Regions from separate parts of the Zea mays genome. Here regions 2 and 3 are each linked to region 1. The links are chromatin contacts, called in public Hi-C maps. All regions are on one chromosome and are shown on one strand. Each heading gives the region's core, a stretch centred on a gene start, on an enhancer-like site or on the middle of the called end of the contact. The rest is flanking DNA. Distances are from core to core; before and after follow the strand shown.

The links. Hi-C and Micro-C count contacts between places; a contact is called where the count stands out from the background.
Region 2: a Hi-C map of tassel shows a contact between it and region 1, with 2.2 times the contacts expected there. The contact joins the promoter of LOC100383620 here to the promoter of LOC100194126 in region 1. A contact is called at or near these places in 2 of 25 Hi-C or Micro-C datasets (ear and tassel).
Region 3: a contact with region 1 is called in a Hi-C map of leaf, with 8 times the contacts expected there. The contact joins the promoter of LOC100284078 here to the promoter of LOC100194126 in region 1. A contact is called at or near these places in 9 of 25 Hi-C or Micro-C datasets (bundle sheath, ear, endosperm and 4 more).

The regions. Positions count from the first base shown.
Region 1 is chr2:45,386,497-45,390,931 of Zm-B73-REFERENCE-NAM-5.0, reverse strand. It overlaps LOC100194126 (cryptochrome2), which reads left to right and starts at 1,992. Exons shown (of 5, transcript NM_001359400.1): 1 at 1,992-2,535; 2 at 3,078-3,296; 3 at 3,434-4,140; 4 at 4,249-4,435. The coding sequence starts at 2,229. LOC103648599 reads right to left here and starts at 544. Exons shown (of 3, transcript XM_035965058.1): 1 at 364-544. The coding sequence starts at 544.
Region 2 is chr2:45,199,186-45,203,620 of Zm-B73-REFERENCE-NAM-5.0, reverse strand. LOC100383620 (Sugar transport protein 5) reads left to right here and starts at 2,373. Exons shown (of 2, transcript NM_001176268.1): 1 at 2,373-2,650. The coding sequence starts at 2,509.
Region 3 is chr2:45,238,113-45,242,547 of Zm-B73-REFERENCE-NAM-5.0, reverse strand. It overlaps LOC100284078, which reads right to left and starts at 2,469. Exons shown (of 3, transcript NM_001156976.2): 1 at 1,964-2,469. The coding sequence starts at 2,409.

The DNA.
Region 1 (4,435 bases), core at 743-3,242:
GCCGGCCTAACTCGATCGTGCCGTCCCACCTCCGGCCGCGCCGCCTCTAGCCCGCACGAAACCGCAGGCCGCCGTGGCCGGATGTGCGCGCTCCACCAAGACCCTAGCCGCGCCCGACCATATACCATCAGGCCCTAGCCGCGCGGCATGGCCGCCCGCGCCCGCGCGCGTGCTCTCCCATCTCAGCCGTGGCCGTGGCCACACGTAGCCGGGAGAAAGAAGAACAGACGCAGCCGCATTAGGTCTATTTCAAAGATAAGATGGATAGCTGATGAAGCTACTACGTAATAAATCTAGATTTTTTTTTTGTTCTGAGGTGTGGAAGTATCCTAAACATGCTTACACGGACGGAGCAGGCCGCACCATCATCTATCTCCCCCATCGTGGAATGAAATCGCGCGCGGCAGATGGCGATGGCATCGCCGCCGTCGTCGCGAGCGACTTTATGCGCCCACCCACGCAAAAGGCGCAAGGGCGGCAACAGCGACCGCCCGAATGGAATGGAATGGAATGGAATGGGCATCATCCGCGGCCGGGCCCCCATCGACCCATTCCATCTCTAATCCCCGGCCGCTCCTCCGACGCACACGGAACACTGCACAACGTTGGGGTTCGCGGTCTGCAACTGAAACGAGTTTGAGGAGGAGCCCTCCCTGTTTCGGAGCAGCAGCGCTAGCTCTCGTGCTTTTCCGGGCACTAGGACGAGGACGAGGACGAGGTGACAGGACAGCGTCGCGTCCGTTGGACGTGCGTGCCACCCATGAACGATCATGCGTTAAGATAGGTTCTCTTATCATCATCTACAGACGATCGACCACAGCGAATATATATATTCGTCGTCACGAGGATCTGGATGCAAAGGCAGGCATTAGGCCAGGCCAGCCATGCGTAGCCGGGCTCCATCATCCAAGTTTCCCAAGCCTTTTTTAGATCAGTACTACAGGTCAAGCATGCACAAGTGCACAGCGCTGTCAGGAAAGGAAAGGAAAGAAAAGGGGGGCCCCCGACGCGCCTCACGTCCATGCGCCGCCCATCCAGGAACTGCTTTGCATATAGAGCTTATCCGGTAGGACTATATATGTTGCGTTTTATCATTAATCATGTACTTTGATTTATATCTAACGTAACGTAGGAGCAGAATTGCTCACTGAGATACGAACACGCGCGGCTCTATATATCTCCAAAATATAGTGTGACAATAATTAGAGATTCTAACTAAAAAGAAACAGTTGGATGGCAATAAAAAGGTTAATATGGAGAGAATCTTTTAGATTATTATTGATGTGAAGAGACTCTTGGAGAGTTGGAGTTGCTCCATTGATAAACTAGAACGTGAAAGCTCGATTATTAATCCATTGTTAGGCGATGTGTGGTCCCTACAACGGTACAATAAAAAGGGTTTGAACCAACCAAGAAGACATTTTTTTTCTGGATAAAGCTTGCCTTTTTGCATTAGATAAGACGGACTCTTTTTTGCCAGCATTATTAGAGAAGACGTCGAACATTCGCACCAAAGGAAAATGGCAAAGGCTAGGATACTTGTTTGGAGAGGAGAGAGAGAGAGAGGAGAGAGAGAGAGAGAGATAGCTGTGTTACTTTGATCACAGTGGGCAGAAAAAGGCACTCACAGCATTTTTTTGCTAAAAATAATCAAACGTGCCGCTCCAAACTTTACGGGATGCCTTTTGCTTTGAGAAATTTAATCCTTGCTTTTTTTTTTGGTTTTTGTAGCCCTGTTTTGTTCTTAAAGTGAAGTTATCTTATCTCAATGAAAGCAAAGCCTAGTATTTCACGGGAAAGCCGATAAGTAGAGAATTCCACTATTAACAAACCATTTTGATTTCTCCCCCTTTAATTTTCTCTGTCGGAATAATAATGCTATTGTAATACAGAGTAGGGAATATTATATAGAGGGAAACGGTGAGGGCCAGGGAGGCAAATGGACAAGGAGAAAAGTTAGATCAAACCTAGCCAAGCAATCCTGATATCCACAGCCTCTTTCTCCACTGGACGAGAACTGTCCCAGCAGAAACCAGAAGCACCAACTGCAAACATCAGAGAAGAGAAGAGTAGGGGGGAAATTACTACTCTACGACTCGTGCGCCCACTCCTCCACTGTTCTTGGGAATCTCGGGGGAGAAGAGGAAGAAAGCAGTGGGTCTCAGCGCACCACTCATTATTCCTGGCTCCATGGCTTCCTGACGTCCCTGTGCGGCGGGGACCCGGCGATGAGGATCGTGGTGTGGTTCCGGAGGGACCTCAGGGTGGAGGACAACCCGGCGCTCGCGGCGGCGGCGCGTGCCGGTGGGGAGGTGGTGCCGGCGTACGTCTGGTCGCCAGAGGAGGAGGGCCCTTACTACCCCGGCCGCGTATCCCGGTGGTGGATCAGCCAGAGCCTGAACCACCTGGACGCCTCGCTCCGCCGCCTTGGGGCGGGAAAGCTTGTCACGCGGAGGTCGGCCGACGCCGCCGTCGCGCTGCTCCAGCTGGTCCGCGACACCGGCGCCACGCACGTCTACTTCAATCATCTATACGGTTTGTTCCATGCTTCCACCCAGTAGGAAATATTCTTCCTCTCATATTGTTATTGATTTCTTTTTATATTGTTATCACTCAGCGATTGTATCCAGGATTCCCCTCCTTGGTACACAATTATCGAACTTGGCTTCACTAGATAAAACAAATCAATTGCAGTTTCTTTCTTTTTTGTTTCACTATTCATCTGAATTGTTCCATGTCGAGCAGATCTTTATATTATTGAGGTTGTGCTTGATATATTAGAACTCGTAACTCCACATGTCAACTGCTTCCCAGTTGAGCAAGAGCCCTGGTCTCAAGCCTTGAGTCTTGATAAACCTCCACTTGCCAACTGAGTAAAATCCCAGCATTTCGCCGTCTCCTTAACTCACAAAAGTTCTTTGCTTCCCTAGTCCATCCCATTGAGGTATGCCAAGTTCCACATATAGTAGTTCTGTAGTGCTTTAGTTTTCACTCCACTAATTGCTTGGCCTGGTACTAAGAGAAGATGCTTTAGGCCTTTGAGTCCATCTCATCTTACTGTGTCACCATCTTTTCAGACCCGATCTCACTGGTCAGGGACCGCCGGTTGAAGGAGATGCTGGCGGCTGAGGGCATCGTTGTGCAATCTTTCAATTCGGATCTGCTGTACGAGCCATGGGAAGTTGTCGATGATGAAGGGCAGCCATTCACCATGTTCGACCCGTTCTGGAACAGGTGCCTCAGCATGCCGTATGACCCCCCTGCACCGCTTCTGCCCCCGAAGAGGATCAATTCAGGTGCTTGAAGGACTATGAGTTTAAATTTTTCTAGCTTCTACTTGTACAGATAGCTTACTGACGACACATTGTGCTTCTGCTACAAGATGATGTTGAATTAGCTCTTTAGTTGATTGGCTGGCTGGAATTATGAACAGGTGACTTATCGATGTGCCCATCGGAGGATCTGATCTTTGAGGACGAGTCAGAGAGGGGAAGCAACGCTCTTCTGGCCCGAGCGTGGACGCCAGGGTGGCAGAACGCAGACAAGGCGCTGACGGCCTTCCTCAACGGCCCACTGGCCGACTACTCAGTGAACCGCAAGAAGGCCGATAGCGCGAGCACGTCCCTGCTGTCGCCTCACCTGCACTTCGGCGAGCTTAGCGTGCGCAAGGTCTTCCACCTAGTTCGCATGAAGCAGCTCGTGTGGAGCAACGAGGGCAACCACGCTGCCGAGGAGAGCTGCACCCTGTTCCTCCGTTCCATCGGCCTGCGGGAGTACTCCCGGTACCTGAGCTTCAATCACCCGAGCAGCCATGAGAGGCCCCTCCTGGCGCACCTCAGGTTCTTCCCCTGGGTGGTGGACGAGAGCTACTTCAAGATTTGGAGGCAGGGAAGGACCGGGTACCCGCTCGTCGACGCTGGCATGAGGGAGCTGTGGGCGACGGGGTGGCTGCATGACCGGATACGTGTGGTGGTGGCAAGCTTCTTCGTCAAGGTCCTCCAGCTTCCATGGCGATGGGGCATGAAGTACTTTTGGGACACGTTACTGGATGCTGATCTTGAGAGCGATGCGCTGGGCTGGCAGTACATCACTGGCTCTCTTCCTGATGGCCGGGAGCTTGACCGCATCGACAACCCCCAGGTGCGTGCGTGCAGCCTTTTTTTTTAGCTTCTGAATACACGACGCCGCCTAGTAATGATAGATAGATAATACTGAACACTGATGCACTGTCATGGCAATCAATGTCAGTTTGAAGGCTACAAGTTCGACCCGCATGGGGAGTACGTCCGGCGATGGATTCCTGAGCTCGCAAGGCTGCCGACGGAGTGGATACACCATCCATGGGACGCGCCTGTCTCCGTGCTGCAAGCTGCAGGAATCGAGCTGGGCTCTAACTACCCTCTCCCCATAGTGGAGCTGGACGCGGCCAAGGGCA
Region 2 (4,435 bases), core at 1,124-3,623, 190 kb after region 1:
CCCTCCGTCCCCTGCGCCGTCCTTTCTCAGCCGGTCGCCGAGCCGCGCTTGCATGCTCTGTCCGGGCATCGGCGTGGCATTTGCTCCCTCCTGTCGCTCGTTCCTCTATTTCCCCGTGACGCCTGAATCCAGATACGAGTAGGCCACCACGCCTGCATTTTTGGAGACGAAGGGCAGCTCCGGGCAGCAGACCGCCGCACCGACCTCGCACGGACCATCTGAAAAATCGGCATCGAAGCTGGTTCCACCCTTCTCCATATCTGCTCAGAAAATTGTTGCTTAATCAAGGTTCCTTTCATTACAGATTCCTTTATCCTTTATCCCTTCCTAACGATGTGCTCAGGAATATTGGATGTTTATATATACTCTACCTGAGCCAAGTGTAAAAGTTGCATCCTTCCCTTTCATATATTGTGTGCTTTTGCTTCTACTATCTTTCCCGTTGTTGATAGTATTGCATTTTTTTTCTTCTTTTAATGACTGTGCATCACAGTGCATCTTTTTTGAAATAAATGCTCAGGAATACTGGATGTTTTTTTATATACTCTATCCGACCGAAATGTAAATGTTACATCCTTCCCTTTCTATTATTCTGTGCTTGTTTTTTTCAAACTAGGTATACAAAAAAGGGAAAATAGACACATAAACTACACAAGTCCAACTGAGGAATATATCTTCCCTATATTCAATTTTTTCGATAAATAGTTTTTTTAAATACAAGCTATGGCCAGCGAGGATCACACATCTTCTAACAAAATCTCGGATATAACCCAACAATCACCATCAGGGCCTACTTTTAGTCGTAGAAACATCTGTAGCGTCACTCTGCCCAAGAATACCATACCAGAATCTAAAGCGGACACTTGAATAACAACGTTTGCTAAGCATAGGTATACTTATCTGATGTTAATAAACTATCTAACATCAACAATCCTCAACTGTTACGACCTTATATTAGATAGATTCTTGTGCCTCACATGCCAATCCACGTACCACATGTCGGGTAGTTAGTTGAGAAAATTTCCATGTTTATAACCTATTTTATTCAGCTCATTTTATCTGAAAAGGGGTATTCACATAATGCTTACAATCCTTATATGTGTGCGTTGGTGCGCGCAAGTGACTAGTATATATCAGCCTCGGTCCTATAATTTTGAGGGCAACCAGGCGAACTCATCGAGGTGAGCCCTCTAGACTATATAAAAGTTCTATGATATACAACGCTGCAGATTAGAATTTTGTAGATAAACGATGATGTGCATTAAAATTAATTTTTAAAATATTAATTTTTAAAATATGTATGACACTAGATAATATACAACGGTACAGATTAGCATTTTGCGGGTTGAGAATCCTGATCGCTCGACCATGCGTACCTGGCGGCTGGCGCAGTGGTGCCCATCATCTTGAAATCCTAGATAGCTGGATCGGCGAGAGGGCGAACGATGAACATTTGGAGAGTGTGGTCACACAGACACGCACTCGTGTGGCGGTGTGTGCATGACGGCTGGGCAGTGGGCAGCACGTGTTGCGCGGCCCTTATGCGTCGGGTGTCCTTGTGGCCAGCCCTACCGGCTTGTTGGCTACCCCTACTATTTTACTACTAATATATAGCTCGTGCTAACGCTACGTTCCTAGGAATGGGAGCAGAGGGGGTGGACGACAATGGTGGCGGCGCGAGGGGAGGGGTTGACGGCGGTGGGGACGCAGGGAGGGGAGGGATGAAGGATGATGGATGATCTAACTAATATTGTCCATTAGATTTAAGTACTGAACCGTTAGTTTTCATGATGTGTTAAGTACGAGTGCAATTTATTTGATGGATGTAATGAAGATTATGGGTGTGTGGGTTATTTGGTTTGATGAGTTTGTAAAATTTAAACTGATAAATTATATAATGATGTCGATAGATAATAGATATTGAGCCTCCAATCGTCGTCTCCGTACGTCGCATGGTTTCAGGGCCGGCCCTGGTATATATAAGAAGAGTCATGTGCATGAAACATAGAAAGGTGTTTCGGCCAAAACTTTAATTTGTGTGGCAGCGCGCGGCGGAAAGCCAATCCATCGCCACTCGCCAGAAGCTCTTCTAGAACTCCGGCAGTTGAAATTGAAGAGCTGCGACAAAATAATGCATGCATCGGCTACCAACCGGACACCTTACGAAATACCCTCCTCACCTTCACATATACTTGTGGCTTTATGGCCTATGCTGTGCTGCACACCCCACTTATTTACTGCTGCACTCCACGACGTCCATACGTAGAAAGCATTATATAGAATCCATATCCATATCACCACGACACCACCGCTTCAGGCCTTCAGCCATAATAAAGTCTCCACGGCACACTCCCACTGTCCCACAGGCGACGGACGGGGTGCAAAACGCACCTGGTTGCCTCTCAGCTCTGCTCTCGCCGGCCCAACCGAAGAGGAAAGAGCCCGGCCGGCCCCTCGGGTACAAGTAGTAGAACCTGCCTGCCCTGCCTTGCCCTGCGCTGCGCTCCGATGACCGGAGGCGGGTTCGCCGCGGCGGAGGGCGGCCACGCGCGCGACGACTACGGGGGAGGCGTCACGGTCTCCGTCGTGGTCACCTGCCTCATGGCCGCCTCCTGCGGTCTCATCTTCGGCTACGACATTGGCGTCTCAGGTGCGTGCGTGCGCTCGATCTCTGCTGGGACAGCCTCCCATGCCCGTTGAAGACAGCATTACCATTCTTGTAATCTTTATCCCTTCACCAGCGTGCAGTTCCTCAGGATATTTATGTAGTATTATATCTCGCTCAGGTCATTTGGGGGTTTCACGGCACTAGGACTGGGGGAAAAAAATATGTTAACTACTTAGCAGTCAAAGTCAGTTTCTCCTTCATATTTAGGCCCTGTTTAAAAACAACAAAAAACCAGTTTTATTAGTTAGGAAAGGATAGCTTCTTGTTTTTTTAAAAAAAAAACTAAGGATCTTATTTTCTATAAACTAGAATATGTTTGGAACCACCTCAGTTTCTATAAACCAATTTCTTAAAAACTGGATGCTTCTCCTTAGTATGTCTGATCCTTTGTTTGAAAAAAAGTGTTTACTTAAAGAGCCACTACTTCCTACTTGCGTTAATCTATAGGTCAGTCAAGTGACCTGTTCTTGCACATTATTTGAATCGGCGCAACGCCGCTGACTAAAAGGGTCCTAGTACGTGCTACATGCCTAAAAGATGCGGCGGGGACGTGCTTTGAGATATGCGTGAGATCACCTTGAGAGGGGGGAGAGAACAAATAAAAGAAGAACAGCAGGACATATTCTTAACTAGGAGATAAAGCGAAACAACAAAAGCATATATGCTATACTCGATCGCCTACTTAGCTGTGAAGACAAGGCGACTAGCTAGCACATATATATCGCTTAAGTAGAGTCATGCTTTCGGCCAACACCCTTGCCCAGAGAATTTTCAGCGAATAGTTTTAATTAAGAAGAGTCAACAAAATATAGGATTCACATCAGGCCAACTTCAAGCTATGCTAAGATTAAGATTCCATTGCGCGTATATATCTTATACTCAGGTTGTCTCCATCGTGCATCTGGTCGTGTTGCACTATAGACCATATTGTTTACAAGATAAAGTTTAAAAGCAGCTATACTGCTAGAGACAGCCTTAAATATTGTCATACCCAGGCACCTAGCAGATATCAACGTAAAATTGACCAATGTGTCGATTGCGTAGAATGATCTTGTTTAAACATTTGCAAACATATAACAAGTAACTAGTAAGTGAATAAATGAAGATAGGAACGACTGTTATATTTCAAATGCCTGAAACAGTAAATTTTTGCATGCAACGGTCTTGACCGTTGGATTAAGATTTAACGGCTACATCTGCTTGTTTGTATTAACACGGTTACGGGAGTCTATTTCTTACGTGCCTGCTAATTGCTAAACATACCCGAAAACTGTTTCGCCTCTCCCTCCCTCCCTCGGACCAACACATTTGGACATGCAATCAAGACAAATACAAAATTAACTGGTGCAATACCAAGCAGAGAAGGCGGGGCGGCGCGTTTGGCAGAGCTTCTCGCTTTGGAGCGAAGCGGAGTGAATCTAGTGTCCGTTTTATACTGGAGAGTAGGAGAAAAAAAGTGCTTCTCATTCGACCCAACTTGCTATCCACTCTGTAAACCCTCAGAAATTACTTCACATATTATTTACTAAATGGTTATCGTCAGATAGATTTAAAATCTAACGAATCTAGATTCGAAGTAAAATAACCTAATATTCAGCTTGGTGGTGGGGGGTGGGACTCAATCAAGATCAATGGCTAAGGTGTTGCAAAACCAAAACTCAGGCATCTGACGTACAGAAAAGGTGAATTAAAATATACTAATATCTCATTCAAATATTATGCATTTGTAATCCCACTAAAATGCCCTTCGTGGTCAACTGGTCATCG
Region 3 (4,435 bases), core at 1,220-3,719, 150 kb after region 1:
GGGGAAAAATTTAGAGGGAACCGCTGCGGATAGCCTAAGGCTGTGCGCAACGCTGCCCCCTGGCAATCCCCCTCCCCTTGCATGCCGGCTGTAGGGGGCACCCTACGGCCGCAGCGGTGCCCCCTACAGCACCCCCTACGTGTCGGTACCCTTCTCTCTCCCTCTAGATCTAGCGTATCACTGTTCATCACCCTAAACACTGTGCTGTGGGTCCACGAGTAATTATTAGTAGATAAAAAATTGATAGTTGATATAGAAATGATATTTTATAGTTGTAGTGGGGTATAGGGGAGTATTTAGGGGGAACCGCTGCGGGCGATGAAAAAATAGGGGGGAAAATAGGGGGAAAAAGTGATATAGGGGAAAAAATTTAGGGGTAACGGTTGCGGATAGCCTAAGACTAACTGCAACGGCAGCCCCTACGCAGCCCCCTCCCCTTGCATGCGGCCTGTAGGGGGCACTCTACGGCCGCAGCGGTGCCCCCTACAGCGCCCTCTACACGCCGGCCCCCTTCTCTCTCCCCCCAGATCTCGCGTGTCACTGTTCATCACCCTAAACACTGTGTTGTGGGTCCACGAGTAATTGTTAGTAGATAAAAAATTGATAGTTGATATAGAAAATGATATTTTATAATTGTAGTGGGATATAGGGGAGTATTTAGGGGGGACCGCTGCGGGGATGAAAAAATAGGGGGAAAAATAGGGGGGAAGTGATATAGGGGGAAAAATTTAGGGGTAACGGTTGCGGATAGCCTAAGGACTCTTCCTTTAGTTTGCTTGGAATACAAGTCCTCTATGGACTATAAATACAAGTGCCCCCTTCTCTCTTGTGTGCCGCCGCTAGCCCTAACCACCAACCACTCTAGCCCCAACCGGCCACCCCCCCAAGCAGGACCATGACACTTGGTATCCGGAGACCTGATCGGATCCATAGGCAACACCAACACCACCATGGTGCTGCAGCAGCTGCTTCGCGTTCATCAATAACCTCACAAGCGCTTCACTGAGATAAAGGAATACCTTATCAAGATCAACACACGCTTGACCACCATAGAATAAACACACGCCAAGGATGACACCAAGTCATCAACGTGTCATAGCAACAACAGAGTTGTCGCTGTGGTATTCGTGTCGATCAAAGTTTCTCAAGTTTGACTGGACTTGTAGAAACTATTAGCAACATATGTATCTCCAAATAAGTTTATTAGGAAAACAGATACAAAGATCTATCTCATAATAGTAATTATGTACTATAAATATTAATATTTTGTTGTATATATTTGGTCAAAGATAAAAATGGTTGACTCGTAGAGAATGACAAATATTTTGGAACGGAGGAGTATGTGTGGATGTGTGCTATGTAAGCTCAAAATATTGACCAGGTAAGTAAGCTTAATTAACCACATAAGTGAAATTTATGGTTGCCTCACAATTTTGTAGCATCTTTGGTTCTATTGTGAACCTTGAAAGGAATCCAGCACTCTCAATTTAACCAGAGTAGGATCAAGCGATTTCTCAACCTAAAGCGTTCTATCATACTGGAACAATTTCTCAGTAGCCCATGTCATGCTGAAATTATTCGGGAAAAAGGGGAAAATCAATTCATAGAAAATTCTTAACAGTTTTTCATCAGCCAATACCAATCTGAGAGGTAAAATCCAAACTATGCAGTTTTCAGCATCCATCGAGCAGTCCGCAGAGTAGCAGATTTCAGTGCCCACTTGTAATAAGCATTTAAAGGCATGAGATCAATCTCACCAGTTTAAATTTGTGCAACTTCTCTAAGAATCACTGTACCAAACTCAGAAGTGGTGAAATTTCCAGTAAAATTAGTGCCCTCTTGCCCTATAAGTTCAGGACACACCATATGAATTTCACCGACCACGAGAGACAACAGTACCACTCCAGCTGTCGAAGGGGGAAGAAACTAAGAAAGAGACCGGGATCAAAAGGCGGTTTCTTACGCGAGGATCCACTTCCCGTTAAGGAGCGTAAGCGCCTCCGTAGGAGCCGGCGTGGGGTTGCGCGTCTCGAGCTGCGTGATGAGCTCCAGCACTTTGGCTCGTGACTCGCTGGACGCCCGCAGGCCCCGCTCCGTGCCGTACAGCGCGTCCTTTAGCTGCGCCTTGAGCTCCGCGACCTCTCTCGCCTCCGGCGCCTCCGCCACCGCGGCCCCCGTGACAGCGGAACCGCCCTCGGGCTCCGGCCCCCACTCGTCCTCGGGGCCATCGCCCGGCGCCGGCGCTGCCGCCGCCCTCGCAAGGACGAGTCGACGCGCAGAACGCAGGCATGGGAAGCGCGGTGGGTTCGGGAACGCGAAGGCGCCGGTGCTGCGGCGGTTAGACGAGGACGAGAGCGACGGTGATGGCGATCGGAGGACGAGAGCGTTGAGGAACGCGGAGGACGCCATGGTTTACACGCTTTCTCCCTCCTTGCGTAGCTTTGTCCGGCTTCCTACTGCGCTTCTGCGATGGTGAGGCGTGGACGCGTGGTAGCCTGGTACTTCGTCCCTCCACAAAGATATATACAATTCTTATTTTCAGGAAATGAAAATATTTGAAATTATATTAAAAATTATTGTGCAAAATATATTATTTACTATAAATTTAATTAAATTTGAACTAGTGATACGAATGGTTGTATTTTCTCTTTTTGACGGAGGAAAAAGATGATACCTATTTATCGGTTTGAATGGCCGTATAGGACATAGAATTGAATTAAGTTTAATATCAAATCAGTCGTATTGAAGCAAAATATTTTTTATTTTTTTATTATTTTAAATATTATCGAATTAGAGTTTAGAAGTCTAATTCCATGTAATTCATAGGGGTGACACTCTGTAGGAGAGTGAGTTTTTAGTTATAGTCTAATTTCAAGGATTGAGTTTTGTGCTCCAATATCTATAGCAAAATGGATATATAGAGCGTGTTTGGCATGACTCTAGTACAAAACTCTAAGGTAGAGCTAACTAGAGCCTGCCAAACACAGTAACTTCAGAGTTGTAAACTCCATAGAGTTTTTAGAACTACAGTACAATTTATTTGTTGCTGCTACGTAGTCTCTAATATAGCAATCTAAACATGGAGTTTAGAGTTATTTATTTGTCATTGTCACTGGTTACACAACCTAAAATTTGAAGTAGAGCTACTCTGTAATGGAGCAGAGTTATACCAAACACGTTCATAATGTATTTGTTGTAGAGTTCTGTTGGGGACTTGTTCTCAAATGCTATGAATTAAGAACAAGGCAACATAAAGTGTTAAATGTTAACGTCCTTCGTCCATGAAACATTATTCCCTTGAGGATAATGGGCCTTGGACGAAGGCTGATGAGAGTATAATTACGAAGTTAAACCTTCGTAATAAAATTTCAATAGATATTGTAAGACAACATAAAATAAAAGGTATAAGATGGGTGAATAAATCATAGACGAATTATATTATATCTACTTAATATATTGAATCATTAAATACAATAATACCTATGCCTTGGCAAAGGTTGGATTCTGAGAGATGCGATTGCAATTACCAGAATGCGTGAACAGTAAAGGAATACTGTTCACTATTTATAGGCACAGGACGCAGCCTGTGAGGAATTACAAGTATGCCCCTTATAAAAGCTTACAACATTGACTCAGACCTTTATGGACTAAAAGGTCATTCTATCTTTAAGTCGGTTTGTAATACCGAAGCTTCACGAAGAGGAACCTTCGGCCATCTTATACAAACAGCTTCAGCCGAAGACCGCTTCTTCCTGTAAGACCTTCGGCGACGAAGCATAGGCCCAACAAGTTCTACACTACTATTCTTCGTGGACTCATGAGCGTGCGGAGAGGAGGTATAGAAGTGGAAGATGATTCTATAGGGGCATAGCCACTGATTTGACTTGTTTGCTTTGGCTTTTTTTTCTGATCAACTTTTCTAAAAATCTGACTGGAGATAATCTGATTGTGATAAAAATCTGAGTATTGCAGGAATTATATGTGAAGGAAGACGAGGTGGTCCATAGAATTCAAAATCACAAACCCAAGAGACCTTAAAGGGATTATTGAGACGGACTCAAAATGAGTTCGGCTTAAGGATCAAAATGATTAGAAGCGACAATGGGACGGAGTTCAAGAACTCACAAACAGAAGGCTTCCTTGAGTAGGAGGGCATCAAGCATGAGTTCTCTTCTCCCTACACACCACAACAAAATGGTGTAGTGGAGAGGAAGAATAGAACTCTACTTGACATGGTGAGGACCATGCTTGATGAGTACAAGACTTCGGACCGGTTTTGGGCAGAAGCAATCAACACCGCTTGCTACGCCATCAATCGTCTCTACCTTCACCGAATCCTCAACAAGACATCATATGAACTCCTCACCGGTAAAAAGCCCAATGTTTCATATTTTAGAGTCTTTGGTAGCAAATGCTTTATTCTTGTTAAAAGAGG